Regions from separate parts of the Mus musculus genome. Here all the other regions are linked to region 3. Evidence: chromatin contacts called from public ChIA-PET and HiChIP or PLAC-seq data. All regions are on one chromosome and are shown on one strand. The core of a region is the stretch at or near the end of the contact, and the rest is flanking DNA. Distances in the headings are between cores, read along the strand shown. Region 1 overlaps Ift80 (intraflagellar transport 80). Region 2 overlaps Ift80 (intraflagellar transport 80). Region 3 has its middle 53 kb from the start of Il12a.

What was found. ChIA-PET counts read pairs in DNA pulled down with a chosen protein or histone mark. HiChIP or PLAC-seq counts read pairs in DNA pulled down with a chosen protein or histone mark.
Region 1: a contact with region 3 is called in an H3K27ac HiChIP or PLAC-seq map of the HPC-7 cell line, with 7 times the contacts expected there. The contact joins two enhancer-like sites. A contact is called at or near these places in 24 of 484 Hi-C or Micro-C datasets (B cells, the C2C12 cell line, CD4 T cells and 17 more) and 1 of 115 datasets of contacts at active chromatin or transcription factors (the HPC-7 cell line).
Region 2: an RNA polymerase II ChIA-PET map of memory CD8 T cells shows a contact between it and region 3, with 107 read pairs. The contact joins two enhancer-like sites. A contact is called at or near these places in 1 of 484 Hi-C or Micro-C datasets (liver) and 1 of 115 datasets of contacts at active chromatin or transcription factors (memory CD8 T cells).

What each region holds. Positions count from the first base shown.
Region 1 is chr3:68,955,303-68,959,268 of GRCm38.p6, forward strand. All of the region lies in intron 8 of Ift80 (intraflagellar transport 80), which reads right to left. Among named protein-coding and RNA genes, the nearest start is that of Ift80, 47 kb to the right of the region's middle. Within about 2 kb of position 1,284, at least 47 of the 459 cell types and tissues checked have an H3K27ac peak or open chromatin away from gene starts, as enhancers often do. A contact at or near this core is called in the HPC-7 cell line and Th2 cells, where this site is marked.
Region 2 is chr3:68,973,165-68,977,265 of GRCm38.p6, forward strand. All of the region lies in intron 5 of Ift80 (intraflagellar transport 80), which reads right to left. Among named protein-coding and RNA genes, the nearest start is that of Ift80, 29 kb to the right of the region's middle. Within about 2 kb of position 1,352, at least 37 of the 459 cell types and tissues checked have an H3K27ac peak or open chromatin away from gene starts, as enhancers often do. A contact at or near this core is called in memory CD8 T cells, where this site is marked.
Region 3 is chr3:68,636,383-68,640,335 of GRCm38.p6, forward strand. No RefSeq gene overlaps it. Among named protein-coding and RNA genes, the nearest start is that of Il12a, 53 kb to the right of the region's middle. Within about 2 kb of position 1,814, at least 45 of the 459 cell types and tissues checked have an H3K27ac peak or open chromatin away from gene starts, as enhancers often do. A contact at or near this core is called in the HPC-7 cell line, Th2 cells and memory CD8 T cells, where this site is marked.

The DNA.
Region 1 (3,966 bases), core at 34-2,533, 320 kb after region 3:
TATTTATTTTGGTGTGCACACATGGTGCTCCCGTGGAGGGGAGAAGACAACTGAGTTGATTCTCTCCCTCTGCCATGTGGGTCTTGGGGATCCGAGTCAGGTCATCAGGATGGGCAGCAAGGACCACACCTGCTTGATATCAGCGAACATTTTATATTTTCTTGAATGCATAACAGCTGTGTCAAAGTGTCAAATTATACTTGAGAAAACCTAAAGTGGATAATGCTTCTATCCATGTGCTACAAAGGAAGGCCATTTTCACATTTTCTGGGGAGTCAAAAATGTATTGCTTTGTCAATTTTAGATGCATAAAACTTGTTACTGAAAAGATAGTATTTCGGAGTTCTGGAGTATTTCTACTTAACTTCAGACTTCTAATTGGGTTCCTTTGGTTGGGTGTTGTGTGCCTTTAATCCGAGCACACGGAGAGCAGAGCCTGGCAGAGCTCGCTCAGTCCGAGACCAGTCTAGTCAACAAGCACTACACAATGGACCCAGGCTCACTGTCTCAAAATGTTTCTGTTGATTTATCAACATTTCTTTAATTATTTTGAGCACATGGCCTCTGTGTAACAGGCTCAGTGCTGGATATCTTAGGAATGGTTTTTGTCACCTTTTTTCCCCCTAAGAATGGGCCATTGTATTCCACTTTTTAGTATGTCTTATATCTTGAGGGTTTTTTGTGTTTTGAAAACTCATTTTTTCTTTTCTTTTAAAAACTGGATATTTCAATACCACCATGTGAATAACTCTGGAAAACAGACTCCTGATTCAGTCTGTGTACTTGCCTGATAGGAACAGCAGTCACCTGCCCATTTAGAGACTTTTCCAGACTGTTAGCCCAGAGACTATTCCTCTCCTGTCTGGTAACTGAAGTCTTCACTGTGGTATTCAACAGTCAGCCAATGACCTGACATAGCCAAACAGAAAGACAACGGCTACCATCCAACCTCTGCCCAGCTGGCTGTGCCTGGGGCACTCCCGTAACACCAAAGCACCACCATCAGGAACTCTGATGTGGCCTCTCCAGTTTGTGAATCACCCACAAGCCACCATCGACAGATGCTGCCTATCTTCCCTGGTCTCCTCATGTGTGTCTGACGCTGGCTTGTATGGTATAAACGATGGATTCCTCAGGAAAAATGAGAGCCCACTAAAGCCCTTGTTCTTTATCTCTCTTCCCCTCTTTCCTAGGTTTCTTTGGGATCAGTCTACTCCCTCCTTCATCTGCCACCCCTCACTCAATTGACTGCTGGTAGCCATTTGAGGAAGGAAGGCAGGCAGGCAGGCAGGCAGGCAGGCAGGCAGACCTTTTCGGTTAAGCACAAGCTTCCTTTCACATTCTTAACGAGCTGCAGGCAATGCATTTTAGGAAAACAGAACAACTGCCAATCAGCTTCCTACTCACAGATGCTCATTCCTCATTTTGCTAGAATACTACTATGATAAACCTGAGGTATATGTTATACAAACTCAGCATGCGTGCACAGTATCTATCAACGTCAACTGCTATAGGCAGGGTTCAGAGCAGAGCTGGCAGAGTGCTTGTTAGACATGCACAAAGCCCCAGCCCCACAAAGGCTGGCCACAACCCTGGCCAGAGTTTATCCCTAAACAGGGACAAGGGAAGGGAAGGGAGGAAAACAAATGCATGGACCAAAGACAAGCTAGAAGAGGACCACCCATAGCACACTCCCGTAAGTAACTCCAGTGAACTCACTGGCTAAGCAAGACCGACCTGGGTGGATCCTTTCCTTGGTCTGTTTACACTGTCATCTGGGGTGAGTAGATGTTTGTTTTGTGTTTCTCCAGGGGAGGGGGAAAAAAAATCACACAGCAAGTACTTCCCAATCAGCACTGTAAAAGCTGCCCTGGGCCCACGGTCCGCACTAAGAGCCACAAAGCAGCAGCTTCCAGCCTCCTTCTGATCGGAAATAAGATCATGAAGAGGTGGAGCTGGGAAAGGGGATTCTTGACAACTAGGTATTCAAGACCAAGGAGCACGCTCAAGCAACCCCTACACAAAAATGACCAGAACAAGAAAGAGTCTAAGCCTAAGGTAAGATTTCACTTAAGCACATTACAATTAGGGCTCCAAGAGCCCACAGTTCTGGACTCAAAGGCCTTAGTGGGAAGCTTATTATTCCACTAAACAGACATCAAGCTGCCCCCTAAATCTTTAGACCCATCAACTGTTTTTGTGCAGCTCTGAGACCTCCTGTGAGAAGTTTCGTCATGCAGTTAATGCTGAAACTCACAACTGGTTAACTAACATGAAGAAAGTGTCTGTGGTGTGCCCAGCCACAAATGGGACAGCTGTGTAACACTCCTTTCCCCAAAGGCTCCGGACCGTTGTGAAATAGGGGACAAAAAGACTGTAAGAGCCAGAAGTTGGGGAAGACTGGAGTGCAGCAGTGTCTTCTAGTCCTTCTTGGACAACTGCATTAATGGGCACAAGGCAATTGTGGTTATCTACACAAGATAGGTCTGCAGAAGAGCAAGCCAACTGACACTCCAACCTGCATGCAGGGCTCATGGACTCCCACTTTAGCTAAGGAGCCACTTCCACCGATGCTTCTAGGCGGGGAGAGTCCATTTTCTTTGTGAATGGAGCCCCCGGAGGCTGACCACGCTGCAGAGGACAGCCGCCCAAACCCTCAGTATAGGAACAGTACAAACTGGGCTTAGTAGGCTACTTGAAAATACTTCTTAAGGGGCTTAGAGAGATGGTTCGAGCAGTTAAGAGTGCTGGTGTTAAGAGTGCTCGTTACTCTTTAGAAGACCTGAGTTCGATTTCAAGCACGTGCATAGCAGCTCACAACTGTCTGTAGGTCCACTTTCAGGACATCTGGCACCCTCACACAGACAAAACACCAATGCACATGAAATAAAAAACAAATCGTTTTTTAAAAAGTCCTTTTAAAACTTTCATAGCCAGGAGGCGGTGGTCTACACCTTTAATCCCGGAGTTCAGCAGGCAGAGGTAGGTGTATTTCTGTGAGTTCAATGCCAATCTGGTCTACACAGCTAGTTCCAGGACAACCGAGGCTACACAAAGAAGCCCCATCTCAAAAAATAAAAAAATAAATATAAGTAAATAAATAAATGTAAAAGATAAAATAAAATTTAAAATATAGAGCCCAAGAACATACCTTTTAGCAACACCCAAAGAGCGCTCATGTACACTAAATTTGGGTAACTTGATTATTGTAATGTTCAAACAAAGTATCAATCAAAATAACAAAAAGTTAGAGTAATTTATGTCATATTATGTCATATTCAATTTACATCATATTAGGGGGTTATCTTCAAGGAATTCATGGCTCTTCCCAAATAGCAAAGACGTCTCTCCTGAACCAACTCCTTGACAGCTCTCCGCACTACTCCATTATTCAGACCAACAGCCTAGGCACTCTGCTTCTCTTCTATCTCGTTTCTAATCTGTCCCCACACTGACCTCAGAGTCAAAATGACCTCTATTTCAAAATGTCCAATCTCTTATAGGTCACTTCTAAAAATCAGTAACTTACCCTTGTCCCCCCACTAGAGTCCAGACTGCTGCCCCGTGCTAAGCTCTGTCTGTGTAGCCTATGACCCTGTGACTTGGCTTGGCTTACCATTCTCTAGATCACTGTTACTTTGCTATCACCGCAGTACTTCCAATATTTGAGCCCCAGTGTGTTACTACCTCCATCCTGATGCTTTATAGACACTAGCACACCATGCTGGCTTTTAACTTCACTTTGCCAGAGGTTCAAAACCTCAGAGCAGATGCTCTCACAGTAAGCCAAGTCAACATGGGGCTGTCTCTGGCTGCAGGAGAAAGACACTCTGATCTTAGCCTTGCCTTTCTCACTCTGCAGCAATCCCTGAGGGCTGCACAGAAAAGCATTACATCTTCAAGGTCTAAACTATCCTCTTCCATACAGCCTAGCGGGCATGTTTGGTGAATAACTTGTCTATATCA
Region 2 (4,101 bases), core at 102-2,601, 340 kb after region 3:
AGGCTGTGTACAAACACAACAGTACATTTTGTATACACACAGCAACAACAACATCACACATGAAGGCGATATATGCCTTTATTACCAGGACTCTGAAGTTACAGGCAGGCAGATCTCTGTGAGTTCAAGGCCAGCTGGATCTACATATTGAGTTTGATATCAGCCAATGGTGTACAGTGAGACACTGTTAGAAACAAAACGTAAAAAACAAAACTAAGAATAATTACAGAACAGGTCATGACTTCAAAGGAGGGGGTGTGGGAGGAGTAGGGGAGGGTAGATGATCAGGGAAGAAATGAAGCAAATGTACTATACTCATGTATAAAATTCTCAAAACATTTAAATTAAAACAAAGAATGTAGTTAGGATTATAGAAAACTAGTATGTGCTTTCTAATTTCCATTATTATACTTATATTTTGTGCAAAGGGGAAATTAATATATTTTAATTTATAAATTATCATACACTCACAACTGTCAGTAAGAGTATACTTTGCTGAGTTGTAGACAGAAATAATTCTGTAGTGCCAGCTCCCATTGAGTTGCACAGGATGTGACTCTGGGCCTTTAGCTGTGCTGTAGGATGTGGACCTGGGATGTGTTCACCCTCCTCCTCCCTTGGCTTTTGAGCTGAGGGCCTCTTAAGGTGGCTGTATCACCATTTCCTTGTTTACAGACCTCCCTTCCGAATACTCACCCACCATGTGAGGACAGGGAGACAATTTATTTCCTGCCTGTACAGTTTTTTAAATAGTAATAGTGTTTCAGAAAGGTGATTTAGAGAATAAAACAAAGCAAGCTGAGAAAGTGAAACATGGGGGCTGGAGAGATGGCTCAGTGGTTAAGAGCACTGACTGCTCTTCCAGAGGTCCTGAGTTCAAATCCCAGCAACCACATGGTGGCTCACAACCATCATCAGCAATGGGGTCCGATGCACTCTTCCGGTGTGTGTCTGAAGACAACTACAGTGTACTCATATAAAAAAAATGAATAAATAAACAAATCTTTAAAAAAAAAAAAAGAAAGTGAAACATGTAGTTTCTTTGTTACAAACAAGCCTTTAAGCCACATTCCTTCAAGCAGACATTAGCTAAGGTGTGGGTGCTTTGGATAGACAGCATTTATTAAGGCAGATGAACAGCTTTACAGAGAAAATGATTCATGATAAGTCTCTCTTACTAGCATTTGAGACAAATTCATAATATTAAACCACTGTTAAAAACATACATATTAAAGCATGAGTTAGCCAGGTGTGGTAGTGCCTGTGTGTGAGCTAAACACTTAAGAGTGTAGCAAGGGTCTGTTCCAAGTTCAAGGCCAGCCAGGGCTCTCTATCAAGACGCTGTCACAAAACAAACAAGTAAAGCACTATCCATGCTGTATTTCAGTTTGCAGAGTAGAACAAGAATACAGTTAGGCTGCAGATGGAGTTATTTTAAAATAAGAATTTAGTAAAGTATGTAACAAGATGTTATTAATTTTATCATTAACAAAAATAGAAATACATAATCATTTTGTAATAAATTCTGGCTTTTTGTTAAGGAAATTTTTATGCTCCATTTCAGTTAAAACATTCACGAGCTTGTTTTTCTGACTTAGTACACTAAAGTCATGTGATCTTTTTGACATTTTTTAAGAAACCACATGCACCTGGGTTGTGTTAAATGTCAGACCCTTATCTCTCTGTAAAACAAATTATCTAAATTCTTTCAACCCTTGAAAGCATTTTAAACCACAGAGGAGTTGAGAAAATGTATTTCCATTGTTTTAAGGAAGTACCTGGTCAAACGTACCATGTTTTTCACATTCATACCATAACAGTATCCCCTAAAAGTGTTGTTTTTCTGTTACTAAAAGATGTATTAGAAACAAAATACTCGCTAATGTGATACAGTGGCTGTCTTTGCCTAGATTTTAATATGGATTTACAGAGTGGATGGAAATACGTAAAATGGAGCCTAGCACTAACTGAACAGTCCCTGTTTACCAGTGCACTAGCAAAGGCTTTGTAAACTGTCAACATTCGCTTCTTTGCTGTTCATAGTAGAAAGCACTCAAGAACTAATTTGCCAGCTAAGCAACAGTGGCCTACACCTGTAATCCCAGCACGCACGGCCTTCAGACAAGCGGGTCACTCTGCAAGATCCTGTCAAAACAATCACATTTCCACTCATCTGGATGTGCAACTTGGTTTTTATGGGGGTCTCAAACAACTGGAACCAGGTGGGGGGAGGGGGTTTGCTATGCCAAAAGCTGTTGCCTGTATGTGGGATATGTTCTTCTAGATGGGCTGCCTTGTCTGGCCTCAGTGGGAAAGGAAGTGCTGAGCCTCACAGAGACTTAAAATGCCAGGATGGGGGGATACCTAGCCCCCCACCCCCACCCCGCCCCAGCTCAGAGAAGGGAAGGGGGCAAGAAATGTGTGAGGGGTGACCAGGAGGGGGCAGTAAGCAGAATGTAAAGTGAGTAAATTTAAAAAAAAAAACCTAAATTAAATTAAAAACAAACCACATTTTGCTTTCACTCTACTTGCAAAAGACAGATAATCAAGTGGGCCTCATTCCAGCAAAGCAACTCACTTATATGTGTCACTGGGTCAAGATAAAAAACAAAACAAAAACTTAAATAACAGCATTTGTTTCCTCAGGTTCTACCTCCCCACTTCCATATGACTTCATCTTTACCTATGTAACCACTCCCAAGTTAAATTTTAGCCTTTATTTCTGATCTTCAACACATTTCCATTTCCCCCAAAGATACCTAAAAACTCAAACTCTATATTGCTCCACCAGAATCTCTTATTCCTCTGGCCCTCTATCTCTTACAGGGTAGCCACCCTCTATCTCTTACAGGGTACCCACCCTCTATCTCTTACAGGGAAGCCACCCTGCTCAGCCCCTCCTAGAACTATGCCCCACGCCTCCCCCAATGGCCGCCTCAGTGCTTCTCTTAAATCCTACCCTCATTAACAAAGGACCTTTCAGAAACAGCCTCACTGGCCACCCTCTACAAGTCCCAATCTCCTCCTGTTTCCTCTTCTCTCACAACGAACTAGAGCACGTTCCTCACGGATAATCACTTCCTCCTCCTGTCCCACTCAGGGTTTCTGGTGCGTTGTTTTCTTTTGTTACAGGGCAAGGCAGTCAGCATGGTTGCTCCACAGTTCTGAGGCACACCCAGAATACCAGGCCAGACTTAACTGACATACCCTGGCCAGATGTGGAACGTATCTACTTCACAGATGGGAGCAGCTTTACCCAGATGGAATCGGGTGTGCAGGGGTGGAGGTAATGGACTTGGACTCTGTTATTTGGGCAATTGCTTTGCCACCAGAAACTTCAGCCCAGAAAACAGAACTAACGGCTCTAACTCAGGCTTTAAAACTGACAAAGGGAGCCATAGCTACAGTAGATATGCCTTTGCTATGGCTCACGTACATTACATGGATCCGTATACCAAGAGAGGGGATAATTGACTGCAAAGGGAAAAAAACATCAAAAATAAAGAAGGAATACTTGCTTTATTGGAGACATTATGGCTTCCTCTCAAATAATTCATTGCTCTGGGCATCAGAAAGGGACGAGAAATAGCCTGAGGGAACAGGCTAGCTGATAAAGCCCAAACTTCTACTGCTGACAACCTGGTAGCTTTGCTGCACCCTGTGCTCCCAGCCATTCCGGAATATACCGCTGAAGACAAATGACATCAGGCAAAATGCCAAGGAGTTTACAGAAGAGACAGAGGGTTGCTGACCTCCGAAGGCTGCACCGTCCTACCTAAGGAGTTTGCTAAGCCATACATCCATCAGACTCACCAAGCTTCACACCGGGGTCACGGAAAACTGAAGGAACTGCTGTACAAGCTACAAAATATTTGACTTAGGACACTTAGTTGACCAGGTAATCTCAGGTTGTGCCACATACCAGATTGTGAACTCCTCAGGCCCCGGTCAAGGGGCCACTCCAGGAACCAGAATCAGAGGTCAATGGCCAGGGGCTAATTGGGAAATAGCTTATACAGAAATAAAACCCAGAACATATAGATACAAGTCTTTGCTAGTTTTTATAGATATCTTTTCAGGCTGGGTAGAAGCCTACCCTAC
Region 3 (3,953 bases), core at 564-3,063:
AAAACGTTAAGCATTTGTTTAAGGGAATGAGTTACTTATAGAACAGCAGGCAGTTTTCAAGCTAAGGGGGCAACATGTATTATGAACCAACCATCCACAAGTAACCAAATATGCGTGAGTGGCCATGCTGAGAACTTCATCAGTGTTCTGAATATAGAGTACCTGAGTTTCCACAGCCTGCTGAGAGGAGTTTCAACTTCTTGACATATACATTTTGGTTGTTCCGACTAATCATCAGGGTAGAACTTTGGAGTTAGCCTTGCTAGGCAGGTGATTCCTTCTGCAGAGACAATTCTAATCCTATGGTGTTGGATTGCTTCTTGGTGTTTGGATGGCTGATCACTCCTGGAATATATGGGAAGTCAGGTCAAAGCAGAGGCAACAATAAGGTGATCTTTCATTTACCTTTTAGGGGGAACTAGCCAGTATTCTTACAGCCTGAAAAAGTCATTGAAACTTCCCAGAGATGGTCAACTCAGCCCTAGGAAACAATTTAGGACTTTTCACGTGGCTTTATTACCACATATGATCACAGAACTTTCCTAACAAGGAAAGGCAGGCTCCTGTGTTTCTTATTTTTCAGAAAGGGAAATATATATAGGGGGTAAGAAGGGCATTTCCCAAAACTCTGCAGCAGCCATATGAATTAGATGGGCACATGTGTATACTTGTATCACTGGACCACTTCTTAGGCTCTTTGAAAAGCCTCCCTCCTCCAAAGTAAAACAATACTCTTTTCAGGGTTAAGATGGCCTCAAGCTTTCCACTCTATGCTTAAAGAATTACAAATAATATGATTTCCAAAATTTTCTAAATGTAGCCAATGGTGTATTATTTTCTAAATGTACAAGTGGGATATGAATGCTAGAGTAATTTGACCATAATATCCACTTTGAAATATAGATTGAGTGTGTAATTTGGCAGAAGAACATGAATGAAGCTCTGGATTTTGCCTCCTGCAAACTTTTAAAAAATGTGTTTGGGTATGTGTGTGTATGTGCATATACATACATACATACATGTAAATATACATATATGTGAATTCTTATTTAACTAGAGAAAAATACTTTTATTTGTTAAGATATAGAAATTTTTAGTTCCCATTCTTTCTCCTCATATTTCAGTCTTAAAATCATTGTATTTCATTTTTAGAAATGTTTTATTTCTCTGTGAAAGTGTTTTATATAAATAAACACACTGGTAAAACTGCTATTGCTAAGTAAACCATTTCACTGGCCCCCATTTCTTCATTCTTGAAGAGAAAAAAAAAAGGAAGTCTGGCCAAATAAAATGACTGTCTTTTTAAATTCCTTGGAATCAGAGGAAAATAACTGGGCCACTAATAATGACTACATCCATACACAGCATGAGGTTTCTTGTTTTCAGTCTGAATAGTCATGAATGGGATGTTTCATGAATGGGAGACCTCCACGGTTTCAGAGTGAATTTGACACCTGTAGTCTGGACCAGAGGTCAAATTTCCCATTGTGGATTGGCACGATGATTGTCAGGAAGGTTCCTTAGGTGTTCTGAGGTCTTAGGGTCTTACTGCTCCTCTAGAGGGAAATCCCTGTGGTCAGATAAAGAGGTTCCTCGGAAAAGAAAGAACGCTGTTTAATTACATTGGCACAAATGGAAACTGAAGAATCAAACGAACAAAGTGTTTCTAAGAAGGGCATTTGCTTTGGTTTTTACGTCTGCCCCCTGTGGTTTCGCTTTCCATTTCTGTGGCATTTGGTTGAGGTGATTGTGCCTGAATAGTTCCTGCTCATGGCCTTCTAACAAGAAACCCTGGAAACCACTGAGGACTGGAGGCTAAATGAGCCCAAAGGAAGAAGCCAGCTCCTAGCTGCCCGTCCAGCTGTAGTGAGGTCTCCCTGCTCCCTCCCCTATGGCTGGCTAAACTTCCTGCCACTCTAAGCCTAGGATCCCCACTGGCTTGTAGAGGTTTTTGCTTAAAAGGTCCAGCGATGTTTCAAGCCTGAAACATTGGGACTTACATTTGACACCTTTATTGTCTTTTACCAGTTCAAATGCAGTGGCCACCAGCCCCTGCTGTTGCTTCTTCTAAATGAATCCCATACACTTCACCTAGGCAGGCCGAGGACCAGTGCCGTCTGGACATTGTTCTTTCTCACCAGGACTGCTATAAAACCTTCCCAAAGTGCTACCCTCTATGTTAGTCACCTCTTGCCCATCCTTGACACTGTCCTTTATGGCCTTTCAAAAATGAAAACACGGGTGGTGGTGGCGCACACCTTTCATCCCAGCACTCAGGAGGTAGAGGCAGACAGATCTCTGAGATCATGGCCAGCCTGGTCTACAGAGTGAGCTCCAGACAGCCAGGGATACACAGAGAAATCCTGTCTCCATTAAAATTTAAAAAAAAAAAAAGCACACACATAAACAGAAAACCCACAAATACTTATTTTTTCACTCCTGTAGTGGCTCTGGCAACTAAGGCAACTACAGAAAAGGATGACTCACCAGACGCTGGTTAAATCTCCACACCTAACTTTGCTTTACAGCCTGGTGCAGTTTTTGGAAGGCTGGATAGAAACCCACATAATCCTTCATTTCTTTTCAAAGAACACCAAAAAGTGTGGGCATAATTCTCAAACATAATTCTCAGTCAGCCCACTCAGACAGGCCACCTTTTCATACCTATATTGTATTCCATTTAGAGACAGTGGTTTATTTAATTCATTTCTTGTTAATGTCCATTTCTGCAAATGTCCCAGAGGCAAAATAATAATAATAATAATAATAATAATAATAATAATAATAATCCAGAACAGAGAATACACATCAGTCATTTGATGGTATTGCTGAATTTTGTTCTAAGGGAACTTCATAAAATACAACCGTACTAACCAACAATTGTGAGACTCAGAGTCAACCTGACCTTGGGCCAGAGCGACATTACCCTGGACAGCGTTCTTATCTGCTTTGGGAAGCCCTCACATGCCCACGGGTGCCCCCATCTAACCCCCTGAATCTTACTTGCAAGGCTCTGGCCTCTGTGAGTCAGGGAGGCGTGGCCTCTGTGGGTCAGGGAGGCGTGGACCCCTGGGATCTTTCCTGATCTCCCTCTATATATGCTCAGATGGCTGCATACGTGGAGAGCTTTGCAAGCCCAATTCCCTAGTTGTCACACTTTGTAACTTTCCCCAACAAAGATTCCTTAAGTCACTGAGGCTCTGGACTTCTCTTTACACCTGCCATGGCAGTCTTCCTCTGCAATCTGGCAGGAAGTGGGTTCACCTTGAAGACAACTCAAATAATTTAAACTCTGACCAACTACAGCACTCCCTCACAGGGAAGGAACTGCTTTTCAATTTCTAATCTGCTCTTGGTCAAGTTCCAGAACCCAGCCCTAGGGAGATGTTGCTGTATGGACAGAAATTATGATTACTCAGTATTTGGCTGTAGTTCTTGCTTAGGGATATGGGCATTAGATATTATAGAATATTTTGAATAGCTTGATCATTTAGAAATACATGTTAATCCCATTTGAGAGACTGAAACATACTTACAGCTCTTATCACCTTGGATCTCATTTTCATATGACATAAACTTAGGTCAATACCTGATATATTTAATCGCTAAGATCAAGATTTAGATCTAGGACAATGGCTCAGTGGGAAGATATTTCTTTCTCTGCAAGCATGTGGACCTGGGTTCTAATCCATACACCCATGTAACAAGCCAAGCATGGTTGTACATTCATCCCTGTAGCCTGAGCACTAAGAGGTGGAGACGAGAGCTTTTTGCCAGCCAGCCTAGCCAAACCACCTCAACTGAAACATACTCATCTACCAGGCAGCTCGTGAGCTTCAGGAAGCTAATTAAACCACCAAGCCTACTCTTTCCTCTGGAAAATAGTGTTAATAATAATATCTATCCCCTGGAGTTATTTTAGGAAATGAAAGACTTGTGTATGACGTACTTAG